2 separate regions of the Triticum aestivum genome follow, and region 1 is linked to region 2. Evidence: chromatin contacts called from public Hi-C data. All regions are on one chromosome and are shown on one strand. The core of a region is the stretch at or near the end of the contact, and the rest is flanking DNA. Distances in the headings are between cores, read along the strand shown.

The links. A called contact is a pair of places that touch in the nucleus more often than the background predicts.
Region 1: a Hi-C map of leaf shows a contact between it and region 2, with 6 times the contacts expected there. The contact joins the promoter of LOC123058162 here to the promoter of LOC123060774 in region 2. A contact is called at or near these places in 3 of 5 Hi-C or Micro-C datasets (leaf and an unstated tissue) and 1 of 1 datasets of contacts at active chromatin or transcription factors (leaf).

Annotation. Positions count from the first base shown.
Region 1 is chr3A:154,355,827-154,362,350 of IWGSC CS RefSeq v2.1, forward strand. It overlaps LOC123058162 (dolabradiene monooxygenase), which reads left to right and starts at 3,836. Exons shown (of 2, transcript XM_044480978.1): 1 at 3,836-4,795; 2 at 5,738-6,512. The coding sequence starts at 3,902. The coding sequence ends at 6,385.
Region 2 is chr3A:154,058,052-154,064,542 of IWGSC CS RefSeq v2.1, forward strand. It overlaps LOC123060774 (RNA-binding protein pno1), which reads left to right and starts at 3,982. Exons shown (of 2, transcript XM_044483607.1): 1 at 3,982-4,352; 2 at 5,230-5,893. The coding sequence starts at 4,098. The coding sequence ends at 5,652. It also overlaps the pseudogene LOC123060773.

The sequences.
Region 1 (6,524 bases), core at 2,586-5,085, 300 kb after region 2:
CTTGCCCATCACATCTTTGTGATCCCATTATCAAATGACAACACATATCTATGGTTAGGAAACCTTAACCATCTTTGATCAACGAGCTATTCTAGTAGATGCTCACTAGACATGGTATTTGTTTATGTATCCACACATGTATTTAGGTTTCCTATCAATACAATTCTAGCATGAAGAATAAACCTTTATCATGAATAACCAAATATAAAATAACAACTTTATTATTGCCTCTAGGGTATATTTCCTTTAGTTGCAGGAGCAGGTATGATCCTTAGGGAGCACAGTGGCAACATCATATTCAGCTCATGTGGATATCTTTTTTCTTGTGATGACGTGCTTGAAACTGAGATTTTGGGCATTCGAGAGGGCCTCTTACTCGCTTTGCAATGAAGCAATCTACCTATTGATGTTGAATCGGACAGTTTAGAAGCAGTGAAGATGGGGAGATGATAATGGATCTAAATATGTCTTTTTAATAAAGGAGATCAAAGATAGTTTGATCGAGCGTAATTCTTGTATTACACATATTGCTCGTAGAAAAAACAATGCTAGTCACTTCCTGGCAAGTTTTGGACGATCACAATGCTGAACCGTTTGTGTGGCTTGGTTCGGGTCCGGATGAACTCCTCGAAATTGCCAGCCGTGATTGTAATCTTTGAGAGTTGAGTAGTACAAGTATTATCCCGCAAAAAAAGGAACGTGTCCCATAAAAGAGAATATAGAAAGTGATCGGTCGCATAAAAAACAAGAAGGAATCGATGGGTAGTGGTGGGCTCCATCTACTCCCTGTCTCCGAGCAACGCATCGAGCACGATAGTCATCTATGCTCGAAGCCAGCTCTTTATGAGAGGAACGCGTCTACTGCTAACATATCTGACGGCTGAGAGCATTTCAGCTGTTCGGCGCCCCTAGGGAATGAAATAGTGTCTCCTGGGGGCCAGCCGGCGCTTTTTCCATCATGGGGCGGTTGGATTTCCAACCGCCGCCCCAAGCTGGCCCTAGAAGCCGATTTTTGAAAACTAAATTTGGCTAAACTTCGTACAAAATGACACAAATTTGAAGAAAATTTAGGCGTTCCATTGATATTTGTACAAACTTAAAATATAATTTAGAAACTAAACTAAAACTACAACTACTATGCCGCCGCCGCCCCGAGCCTTCTACATGTCGAGGAGCCTGTTGAAGTTGGTGTAGTCCATGCCGTTGTAGTCGCCGTCATCCTGCACACCATCGCTGTCCTTGCTGCAGCCCTGCCCAGGGTAGCCACGGCGGACGGGGTTGGACGGCCCGGGCGCCTCCTCGTCGCGGCCGCGGCGCCGAGAGGCAATCTCCTCAAGGGCGCGGCACTGATGCTCCATCTCCTCTCGAACGTAGTCGTCCAGCGCCCACTTCAGGCCGGTCTCGAGGTTGGCGGCCATGTCGAGGTGCTCCTGCTTGGCGACTGGCGGCGTCGCTGGCTCCTTCTTTGGCTTGACTAGGCGAAGATGGCTGCGGGGAGGAGGGGAAGGTTTGTGGCGGCGGCCCTCGTTTATGATGAGGTTGCCGCTGCGTCAGCGCTCCGGCGTCTCTTGGGGCTCGCCCTTGACGGCGCGAGCGGCGTCGGTGCACCGGAGGAGGTGAGAGTTGGAGGAAGAAGACGACGCGCCCGCCATGCGCCTCGGTAGCCACGAGCCGCCGCTCCGGCGTGAGAAGGACGGCGTCGGGTACTCCATTCGCGGCGCGTTTGCCACCCTCAATGTGCTCGAGGACCGTGTGGAGAGTGCGCCTGGGGACTCCCCACCACTGGCGGCGGCCGTCCGAGTTGTGCCAGAGCACCGATCGTCGACGCGAGCTGGTCGGCCTGGCGACGCTCGAAGTAGGCCATCCAGAGGTTGGTGCTGTTAGGGGCGTACCTGGCTTGCTGTCGCGCTTCCTTCGGCGGCGCTGACCGGATCCGCGCGATCTCGGCGCGGCGGTGGCACGGGGGCGCCGGCGGCGCTGAGCCTCCATGAGCCCGACACGCGCATGTCGGGCGACGCTGGGTAGTCCACCTCGTGGAGGAAGCGCGCCTCCCACGCGTGCAAGTGGCGGCGGCCGAAGCCGTTAGCTGCCGCACCATCGCTGGGAAAACGCTTGGCCATAGAGACGGGAAGAGAGAGAAGGCGTCGGCGGTGAAGGAGAGAGGGGCGTCTGCGGCGAAGGAGAGAGGCTGTGGGGGAGGCGAGTGTGCGGCCAGCGGCGAGGGAGGGCAGCTTTTATAGCGGCGAGTGGGCGGCAGCAGTGTGGACACGTGGCGAGAGGGGGCGGGATGCGCGGCGGCGCGCCTTCACTGCGCCGCCCGTGAATTAATGGAAGGCTGTCCGGCGGCGGCATTCACATTGATTCCCCGTGAGAAACTAATGCGATGAGGACAAAGGTTCTCGGTGTCGTTGACTCGGCGGGTCCACCAGCTTTCGTGCCAAATTCATTTTCTCCGGCGCCCCCGGGCACCCCCAGTGTGTCGGGTTTGGTCTGGGTCCGTCGGCACCAATTTCTGCGCTAATCAGTGAAATTTGGTCGTGACTGAACCGTTTTTTCGGCCGACCATAAAAAAAAAGAAAATTCCTTATATAACACTGTTTTAAATTTTGTTTCCCTATTTAACACTTAATAACTTTTTCTTCCCTATCTAACGCAGTCTTTAAATTTTATATCCTTTATGACACTTTCGTCCATTTTAAGCTTTAATGATATTAAATGACATCTGAAAAGACATATTTGCCCCTCATATGATAGGTGACCAAAATTTTACGTGGTAATTTAGCTTCAGGTCAGCAGGGTAGCCGGTGTACATCAATAGTACATGGTACACTACATACTGGATCGATAGTATACAACAAAGTCAGTATGTTAAAATCGTAGTCGGTGCTTGTAATTTTTTGTGAAAAGCCAGTGCTTGTACACGCCTTACACAACTATTGCTAGGTGTAGCCTAGTATATATGTGCATATGCCCAGTCCTTTTGTAACAGCTGTGAGTTGAGATTGAAAAAGGAATATAAAAAGGACCGACATGGTCCCGTGGCCATCAATCGCATCGTGTGTGTTCGTGTTGTAGCCGAGATAGTATCCCTAACTTGCTTTTTTACGGGTATTGCTAGCTTGATTAGCTAGCCAGCGAACGCAGAAATGATCAAGCGAGAGATCGGCTGCTAACTAACTTCATCTATTACGTATTAGCAGTACATGTCCAACTAGAATCGATCCACTTGCCTGCCTACTTGTTTCTTGGTGTGTACGTGTCGTCTACGTCTCGACGGAACCCTCGGAAAGTATTCGAGCTAGCTTCGTGTGCCTGTATGCTGGAAAACACTCGGCTATAACGCCATCAGTGTCGAGGTCGAGATTGGGACCAAGGCCAACGCAAAACGAGTCAGCCGCATACACACATACATATAAAATTTTGGTCAAATATCGCATGAAGGGCAAATAGGTCTTTTCATGTGTCATTTAACATCGTTATGGCTTAAAATGGACAAAAATGTTATAAATGGCATAAAATTTAGACTCGGTGTTAAATAAGGAAGAAAAAGTTTTTCGATGTTAAATAGGGCAATAAATTTTAAGACAGTGTTAAATAAAGAAAACTCTAAAAAAAAGAGCCGGGGGTTGTTGGGAGTGCCAAGTGGAGATGCTAGGGGAGCATCAAACGGCTGTCGACCCGGCTGATCCACGCGCGGGATTAGCAGCCGCCGTAAACAATTGTTGATCTCAGCCGGAGTTAATAATAGTAGTTTATATAATTAATATAGCAGGAGTAGTTAGCTGCAACAAACTGATCTCAGATCGATCTTGACTGACTCGGCGCGCTCAATAAAACAAACGGAGCAAGCAAATTGCTCCATCTTACATGTCTAGCTTCCTTGATTAGAAGCAGAGCTGCCATGTACTACATGATGCAAATGGAGGTCGTCTACCTCGGCCTAGCTCTCGTGTCCTTATGTATTGTGCTTCTTTCAGGGCGCAGGCGGAGGCTCTCGGCAGGGAACGAGCCACCGGGGCCATGGCAGCTGCCGGTGCTCGGCAGCCTGCACCACCTCGCCGGGCAGCTGCCCCACCGCGCGATGCGAAACCTGGCACGGCGCCACGGGCCGGTTATGCTGCTCTGGCTCGGCGAGGTGCCCACGCTAGTGGTGTCGTCCCGGGAGGGCGCCCGCGAGGTGATGAAGACCCACGATGTGGCGTTCGCGACGCGGCCCCTGAACGCCACCATGCGCGTGCTCACCAACGGCGGGCGGGGCATTGCGTTCGCGCCCTATGGCGACTACTGGCGTGAGATCAAGAAGATCGTCGTCTCGAAGCTCCTCTCGGCGCGGCGCGTCCTGTCTTTCCGCGCCATCAGGGAGGAGGAGGTCGCCGCCATGCTCCGCGACGTCGCCCAGGCCGCGGCGGCCAGACGCCCCGTGGAGCTAAGCAGGCGCATCTCCGCGCTAGTCACCGACATCACGGTCCGCTCTGTCATGGGCGACCGGTTCAAGGAACGCGACGAGTTCCTCCGCTCGCTCGACCGCGGTGCCAAGTTCGCGTCGGGGTTCAACCCCCCGGACCTGTGGCCGTCGTCCCGGCTGGTGGGTTGGCTCAGTGGGACCCTGCGCCGCGCCAAGGATTTCTGCCATGTCGGGAACGGCATCCTCGACAACATCATCCGGGAGAAAATGGAAGGTGGAGGAGGAGGCGAGAACGAGGACTTGCTCCACGTGCTGCTAAGCATACAAAAGGAGAATGAGGGCAGTCTCCAGTTCCCACTGGACATGGACGCCGTCAAATCCGTCATCTTCGTAAGTACCACTCCACACTTATTAACTGGGTTTTGCTAGTAGAAGTATGTCTCAATTGATTTAGATTTTCTTAATTATGTCTCAATATATACGAGTATTACCTCTCTCTCAGTTTACAGGACGTGCGCGTGCCCCTAGGTCGTCAATTTGACCAACCTAATACAAGTCATATATTACAAAAAATATATCAATATAAACTTCAGATGTTTTATTTTCAAACTGTATAATTTTTGTGTTATATAATTTATATTAAGGTGATATAATTGGCAACCTACGTATACGCGTAGGACTTGTAAACTGAAACGGAGGTAGTATTACTTTAAAAGGACAGAAAAGCATCAGAAAAAGATTTTCATTTCCTTGCATCTAGTTACCGATCGACAATAAAGCACCACCGCATAATTAAGTTGAGAAGAATGTACTCTCTCCGATCCTAAATATAAGTCTTTCTAGAGATTTCAATAACAACTACGTACGGATGTATCCTATTTAGTCCGCATTAAAATTTCTAAAAAACCTATATTTAGAAACGAAGGGAGTATATTGTTACAATTAAGTTTGAGAGTAAACGATATTTTCATCCTGGATTAATTTTCTTAATACTACCATTATTTATTTTATTAATACTATCATTTTATATACAAGCATAATAGTCTTCTCCTCATTTTCTTACGTCTATCTCTCAACAACCGAATGTTCTTATGTCTTAGTCGGTGAAGAAAAGTGCAATTACTGTACAAAAAAATGCAGCTTGGGCTTTTCTAGATTTTAGTAACTAAAGTTATAGTATTCTGCATCGGTTGAGACTTTTTTTTTTTTGAAATAGCATCGGTTGAGACTTAAGAAATACTTGTGGATTACAACTTGGCAAAAACTTTATTAGAAAATGGAAAGTGTATCTCAATCTCAAAACTCACTTCACAATGTTTTGCATGAGCGCAGGACGTGTTCGCCGGCGGCAGTGAGACAGCGTCGACGACATTGGGCTGGGCGATCGCAGAGTTGATCAGGAACCCAATGGTGATGCAGAAGGTGACGGCCGAGGTCCGGCGAACATTTGAGGCTCACGGCACCGTAGCGGAGCATGCCCTCGGGGAACTACCGTACATGCACCTAGTCATCCGGGAAACGTTGAGGTTGCACACGCCCTTGCCGCTACTCATCCCACGAGAGTGTCGGGAGTCATGCCAAGTGCTCGGGTACGACGTGCCGCGGGGAACACAGGTGCTGATCAATGCCTGGGCGTTGGGCCGTGACGAGCGCTACTGGCCAGATGAGCCGGAGATGTTCCGCCCTGAGCGCTTCCTAGGCAAGGCAGGCACAGATGACTTTATGGGTACCGACTTCTCATTTCTTCCATTTGGCGCTGGCCGGAGGATGTGCCCGGGGATAGCGTTTGGCCTCGGCAACATTGAGCTCGCCCTGGCGAGTCTACTATTCCACTTTGACTGGGAGGGTCCACCACAGGATGAGTTAGATATGGCCGAGGTGTTAGGCATCACTGTGCGGCGGAAGGCCGACCTCCTGCTGCGCCCTATCCTCTGGGTGCCTGTTCTCGGAGTCTTGTCAGAAGGCAACAAAGATCATTAGCTTATTTTCCTTGTATGTGATGGCCCTGACACGACATTGTGAGGGTGCATTGCGCCGACATGCACGTGCTTAAACAAATACTAGCAAAACAGACTGTTCATCATCTAGATTAGTGTGTAATGTAACTAACATATTCCCT
Region 2 (6,491 bases), core at 2,732-5,231:
ACAAATAACCTAATCTAATGAATGTCTCCATAAGTTGATAGGAAATACTATTTCACCTCAGTGACGTATCTCTTTGTTGTTTATGAAGGAGATTATGGTGTGCGGTTATATATTACAATCCCCTAAATTAGTTGCCTTATAAACATGTGAAGTAAAAATTGATGGATGTTATTTCATGGATCCGACACCGCTGATTTCATCCATGAGAAGCTGTTTTTTTTCGTTGTTATTTATTTTTATGATCATCATTGACCCTGCAGTTTTATGTTGGCAGCACAAGAGGGTTAGGAAAAGCACTTGCTCGGGAGTTTCTTCTTTCTGGAGATCATGTTGTAATTGCTTCCCGCAGGTAGTAGTCCTTGACATAATGCTCTAGTTCAATGGCTCCCTGTCTTAGTTTTCTTACTATCTCCATTTCTATTGGCAGCCCTGAATCAGTTCTTCAGACCATCAATGAGCTTGAAGAGAACATACAGGAGGGCCTGTCAGTTGCCAAGAAGAAACAAAGAGAAACTTTATTACAAGCTAAGGTTGTTGGTACATCTTGTGATGTATGCAAACCAGAAGACGTAAAAAAGCTTGTAAATTTTGCTGTTGGTGAACTGGGTTCAATTGACATTTGGGTAAGTAATTCTGTAGAAATGGATGCCGCTAAGCATCTGTTCTGCATTTTTCACCTCAAGAGTCACTTGGATAAAGTAGAAAAATACAACTTTACCGACTTGTACCCTATCATTTTATTCTGTATTTGCATTGTAGATTGCTCTAAATACGATCTTTTAATTTATCTACAGATAAATAATGCTGGCACAAACAAAGGTTTTAGGCCACTGGTAAATTTTTCAGATGAAGATATTACCCAGGTTTGTTCATTGATATCTTCTATCTGTCCGTAATGCTTCCTTTTAATGACAGGAAAACTATAACTAGCTCGATCATGCTCGATCATCCAATCTGATTTCACTATTCCTTAAAACTGTTTTCCTTGGTTTACTTGCAGATCGTCTCAACAAACCTAGTTGGTTCTTTGCTCTGCACCAGAGAAGCTATGGATGTCATGCAATACCAAGAGAAGGGAGGTCATGTATTCAACATGGATGGAGCAGGATCTGGAGGATCAAGCACACCGTTGACAGCTGTGTAAGCACCTCAGCCATCGAATTATGAAACAATTCCTTATTTAACACTAACTCAAATTTTGTTTCCCTATTTAACACTGAAAACCTTTTTCTTCTCTATCTAACAACGAATCTAAATTTTATGCCTTTTATAACACTCTCATCCATTTTAAGCATAAATGACACCTAAAAAGACCCTTTTGCCCCTCATGTGTTATGTGTGTGTGCGAGGCAGTAACACACACGCAGCATCAGTGAGAGAGGGCAGTAGCACACACAGCAGCACATACACAAACCTGCAAAAAAGCAGCACATACACAAGCAGCAACAGACACGCGCACACACACACACAACACCACACACACACGTAGCACACTCACTCACAGGCAACACACACACACAGAGACACCCAGCAGCACACGTAGCAGCAGGGACGCATGCAGCACATAGGCACGCAACAACGCGCGCACACACACGTACACACACGCAGTAGTAGCAAATACACACACGTACACACAAAGTAGCAAAAACACACACGCACACACACACAGTAGCACACACATGTGCGCACGCACACAGATGCAACAGCACACACATGCGCGCACAAACATACTATAAGAGGGCAAAAGGGTCTTTTCAGGTGTTATTTAGGCTCAAAATGGACAGAAGTGTTATAAAAGGCATAAAATTTAGACTCGTTGTTAGATAGGGAAGAAATTATTTGTCAATGTCAAATAGGGCATAAAATTTAGACACAGTGTTAAATAAGGAATTCTCTCTCGAATTATCTGCTACGCATTTATTTAACACTTACATTGTAGAGATGATGTATCTTGCTTTTCTCGTTGTCTAAAACTTGATGATGCATTGTATTTGATGCTCCTGCTTTTACAATGAAACTAAATCTGATGCTGATTTGCAATTTTACAGTTATGGCTCAACTAAGTGTGGACTAAGGCAGTTCCAAGCATCGCTTATGAAGGAAAGCAGAAGATCAAAAGTTGGAGTGCACACCGCGTCTCCTGGAATGGTCCTTACAGATCTCCTTCTAAGGTAACCTCTTAAGTTACTTGACTTCTTCAGATGCCAGGATTCGACTGGCGCAAGAAAAGAAAGTTCATTCTGTACTCTGCAACTCTCTCCTTATATATAGTACTCCATTCCTAAATATAAGTCTTTGTAGAGATTCCACTGTGGACTACATACGAAGCAAAACGAGTGAATCTACACTCTAAAATGCATCTATATACATCCGTATGTGGTCCATAGTGGAATCTCTACAAAGACTTATATTTAGGAACAGAGGTAGTATATACATGCCGCTCTCATGTTGTTAACCTACAGTCTATTCTTTGCAGTGGTTCATCTCTCCAAAATAAACAGATGTTCAATATAATATGCGAGCTTCCAGAAACAGTAGCAAGGACATTGGTCCCAAGAATGCGAGTTGTGAAAGGAAGTGGAAAGGCAGTAAACTACTTGACACCACCAAGAATCTTGCTTGCCTTGGTTACTGCATGGGTTCGCCGAGGCCGATGGTTTGATGAAGAGGTAGCCTGCTTCTTTCTATAATATAACACCCCTCCATTCTGTCGATTTATCTCTTGCAAATTCTGACCGGTTGTTTACTGATTGCAGGGGAGAGCAGTATATGGCTGATAGAATTCGCAATTGGGCTGAAAGTCGAACACGCTTCTCCTTCACAGATGCCATGGAGATGTACACAGAGAATACATGGGTTTCTGTTTTCTCACTCTCGGTCGTCTGTGCATTCATAATGCTTTCCAGTTCAGGCGGACCTTTCCCTGGCACATAATCCCTGGAGTCGCCAAACCAGACAATTCTTTTTTCACTACTGGGATTCTATCATCCAATGACATATGTTGCGAAGGAGGCAAAGGTGATCCCAGACGCGTAATTACACGCAAATAGGATCATCATCAGCCGCCTTACCATTTAAGGATAAGCTAACCGAGCCCTCATCAGTTTAAGAAAAGGGTAAATAGCATTTGTTATGTGGGCATTCCACTTACTGTAAGCTAGTATGTGAAGCTGTCTTGTAAGAACATGTGTCTGAAGTAACCAGAGCACGGAAAGAGTCGAGTAAGTCGACAGGCTTTGGTCGTCTCTTGTACATGGATGTAGTAGTTATGATCCTTATGAACTCATGGTTCATCAGTGTAAAGTTCAGGATATGTATGTCCCTGTTCTTGTAGATTTATACATATTGTTGTATAGAAAGAAAGCAAGACTCGGAAACGTGAACTAAAGAAGTGGATCTTTGTACACATGGAGTAAATTTCCACTGTGGCTTCTTGATCTATACAGGAGTAAATTTCCACTGTGACATTGTGTGTGGATCAACGGACCACAGAAAATGCTAATGACTCCAGACATTTGCGGCAACGAATTATCCTTCTTCTTTTTTTTTTTGCGAGGAGCGCATCGAATTATCCCATCATGCATATCACCCAAAAAGTCCAATGCCAGAAAGGCTTGACACATCCCAATTACGAAAGCTTCAAATGTGCACATCATCAGCATGTTTTTGAATTCCCGAACTTTTTTGTCAAATCCGTGAATAATTTTTCAACTCATGAACTTTTTTTCAAATCTGCGAACAATTTTTTAGTCCTGAACATTTTTTTAGTTCATTAACAATTTTTTAATTCGTATTTTTTTTCAACTTAAAAGTAAACAGACCGACAAAAAAACAAAAAACATGCGTGAGTTTTCTGTCGCTAGCTCTGACTGTGCTCGCTGGGCCAGGCCCATGTCGCACAGGGGAAGGAACAGTCCATCGTCTTGTGCTGGCCCAAACTCCTTCCACAGCCCAATATAAGCCTCTCCGTTCCGAAGTTTTCACTCCTCTCGGTCCCAAAACCCTAGCAGCCTCCCACCCGGCGCCATCCCACCCCCGCCGCAGCCTCCTACCCGGCGCCATCGCACCCCCGCCGCAGCCGCATCAGCCGTAGCCCGATGGAAGTCGACAGAGCCCCGGCCGCTGCCGCGGGAGGAGGATCCTCCTCTGGCGCGATGGCGGTGGACGCGGCCGGCGGCGTGGAGAAGCCGCGGTTCGACGCGCTGATGCCAAGCGAGATGAGCGGCGGGAGGCCACAGTACCGCAAGGTCCAGGTGCCGCCGCACCGCTTCGCGCCGCTGAAGAAGGCGTGGCTGGAGATCTACACCCCCGTCTACGAGCACATGAAGGTCGACATCCGCATGAACCTCAAGGTTGGTGACCCGGCTCAGTTTTCTAGTCTGTCGTTGCAGCGTCCTAATAGTTAGGGGAAGTCGTGTGACCTGTGTTCGTTCTCTCCCTGTCATTTAAAGCACGCCGTTCGGTGAGTAATTATGGAGAAATTTGTTGGTCTGTTGATGATCTTATATCCTGTACGGTTTGGTTCAAGCACTTGTATATCATGGGGAAAATCCGCACTAGCTTAAAGCACCTGTGGTTAGACATTCGGGTCAAAAAGACACGTGATGTATGTCATGTTCCTTCAGTTCACTGTACTAGCACTTTTATCAGGATAAAACATGTTCTGTTTTCAAACTTCAGTGTTCAGTATTTTAATTCCCTGTGCACTTGACCTGAAAAAATGGGAGGTAGTCATGATAGCCATGGTGATAAAATAGACTATTTTTCGAACTTGATTGTTCAGTGTTTTAGCAGTATGTATTGAATCTGATCGATTAGCTTTGATTAGAGGATTCTTCATGAATTCGATCAATTGGATAAACGCTAGCAGTATGTCTTGAAGCAAGTAAACGTCTGCTGGCTATCCTGATTATTTGCATATACATATTTATTTCAGTTCATCATGATGAAGCTACTGATTCGTATTATTGCCACCAACTGAGCACTTGACCTGATTAATTAGCTTAGTGGTGTTCTTATTTTTGTGGGAAAGCATAGTGTTCTAGAAGAATACAGATACACGTGAGTCAATTGGTTTGCCTTGTGGCTGGTGTTTCTCTCATGGTTTTTGGGTCTGCAGGGAGTTCTTCCGGTGCTTATTATTGAGGCAGAACTTGTCAGATATCTGAATGTTAAGCATTTTTCTGTCTCCTTTGCAGCAATTTCATTAGTCTGTTTTGTTTTTTACAGGCAAAAAGGGTCGAGCTGAAGACAAGGCATGATACACCAGATGTGAGCAACCTTCAGAAGTGCGCGGACTTCGTGCATGCTTTTATGCTTGGATTTGACATTGCCGATGCTGTTGCCTTGCTTCGTCTTGATGACCTGTATGTGGACTCCTTCGAGATCAAGGATGTGAAGACACTCAGAGGGGAGCATCTGTCGCGTGCCATTGGGCGCCTATCAGGGAAAGGAGGCAAGACCAAGTATGCCATCGAGAACTCTACCAGGACTCGCATAGTTATCGCTGATACGAAGATCCACATACTCGGATCCTTTGTTAACATCAAGGTTGCCAGGGATTCACTCTGTAGTCTTATCTTAGGTTCTCCTGCCGGCAAGGTCTATTCTAAGCTTAGGGCTGTATCTGCTAGGTTGGCAGAAAGGTATTAGTTGAGTCTGGGTCACATTATATAGCTGCAGTTTTGGCCTTGTAAGGTGTTGTATCCGCTGATTTGTGTCACTGTGCTATGCATTGTCTTGATACGAAGAACAACTTCGAAGTGCCGAGAGATCTGTGGTGATATTCCTTGTGTTCTGTTCTCGGCTTTTTCTTGAGAAAATGCTGTTCTGATACACGTTACTATATGTTTGCTTCGACTACTATTTATATATGCCAAATACTGTTGTGTAACTTGTGTTGTCTCTTTTTCTTCAGTGTGTGTATTTTATACTCTATAACATGGCTATGGATGTGGAGAATGATCAAGTTAACCTAGAATCTTGAATTGTCAAATTTGGTCGATTTACCCTTACAAATTGACCACAATAATGGTTGTGAATCCTACAGAAAGTTCTGCATTGCTCTTGAGCAGTATGGCGAGCCCTTCTCACAGGAGGCTCACCCAAAACATATAGCATTGGTGCAGTACTTTATTGCCATGTAAATCCATCTTAGCTTGGCTATGTTTCTTTGGACGCCATAGTTTCTTTCTTTGGTGCTTTGTTAATCCAATCTTGGATTACCATCCTGTGCGTGCGCTACGGTGCTTCTGCAGAGTTTGAGCTGGATAACAGTTCTCAAGGCCTGTTCGGAATTTCACCAGCTCCACGAAATTTCAGGAGTTGTGGAGTTAGGAAATAGCTGCTTCGCAGTTTTCAACTGCAACTCCACCAACTCCGGGAAATTTCAGGAGTTGTGGAGTGGAGGTTCTCCGAACAGGGCCTCAATCTCCTGCCTCCAATGGTCCTTTACACTACAGCGACACCTATAACCAATCCGTCGCACTTAT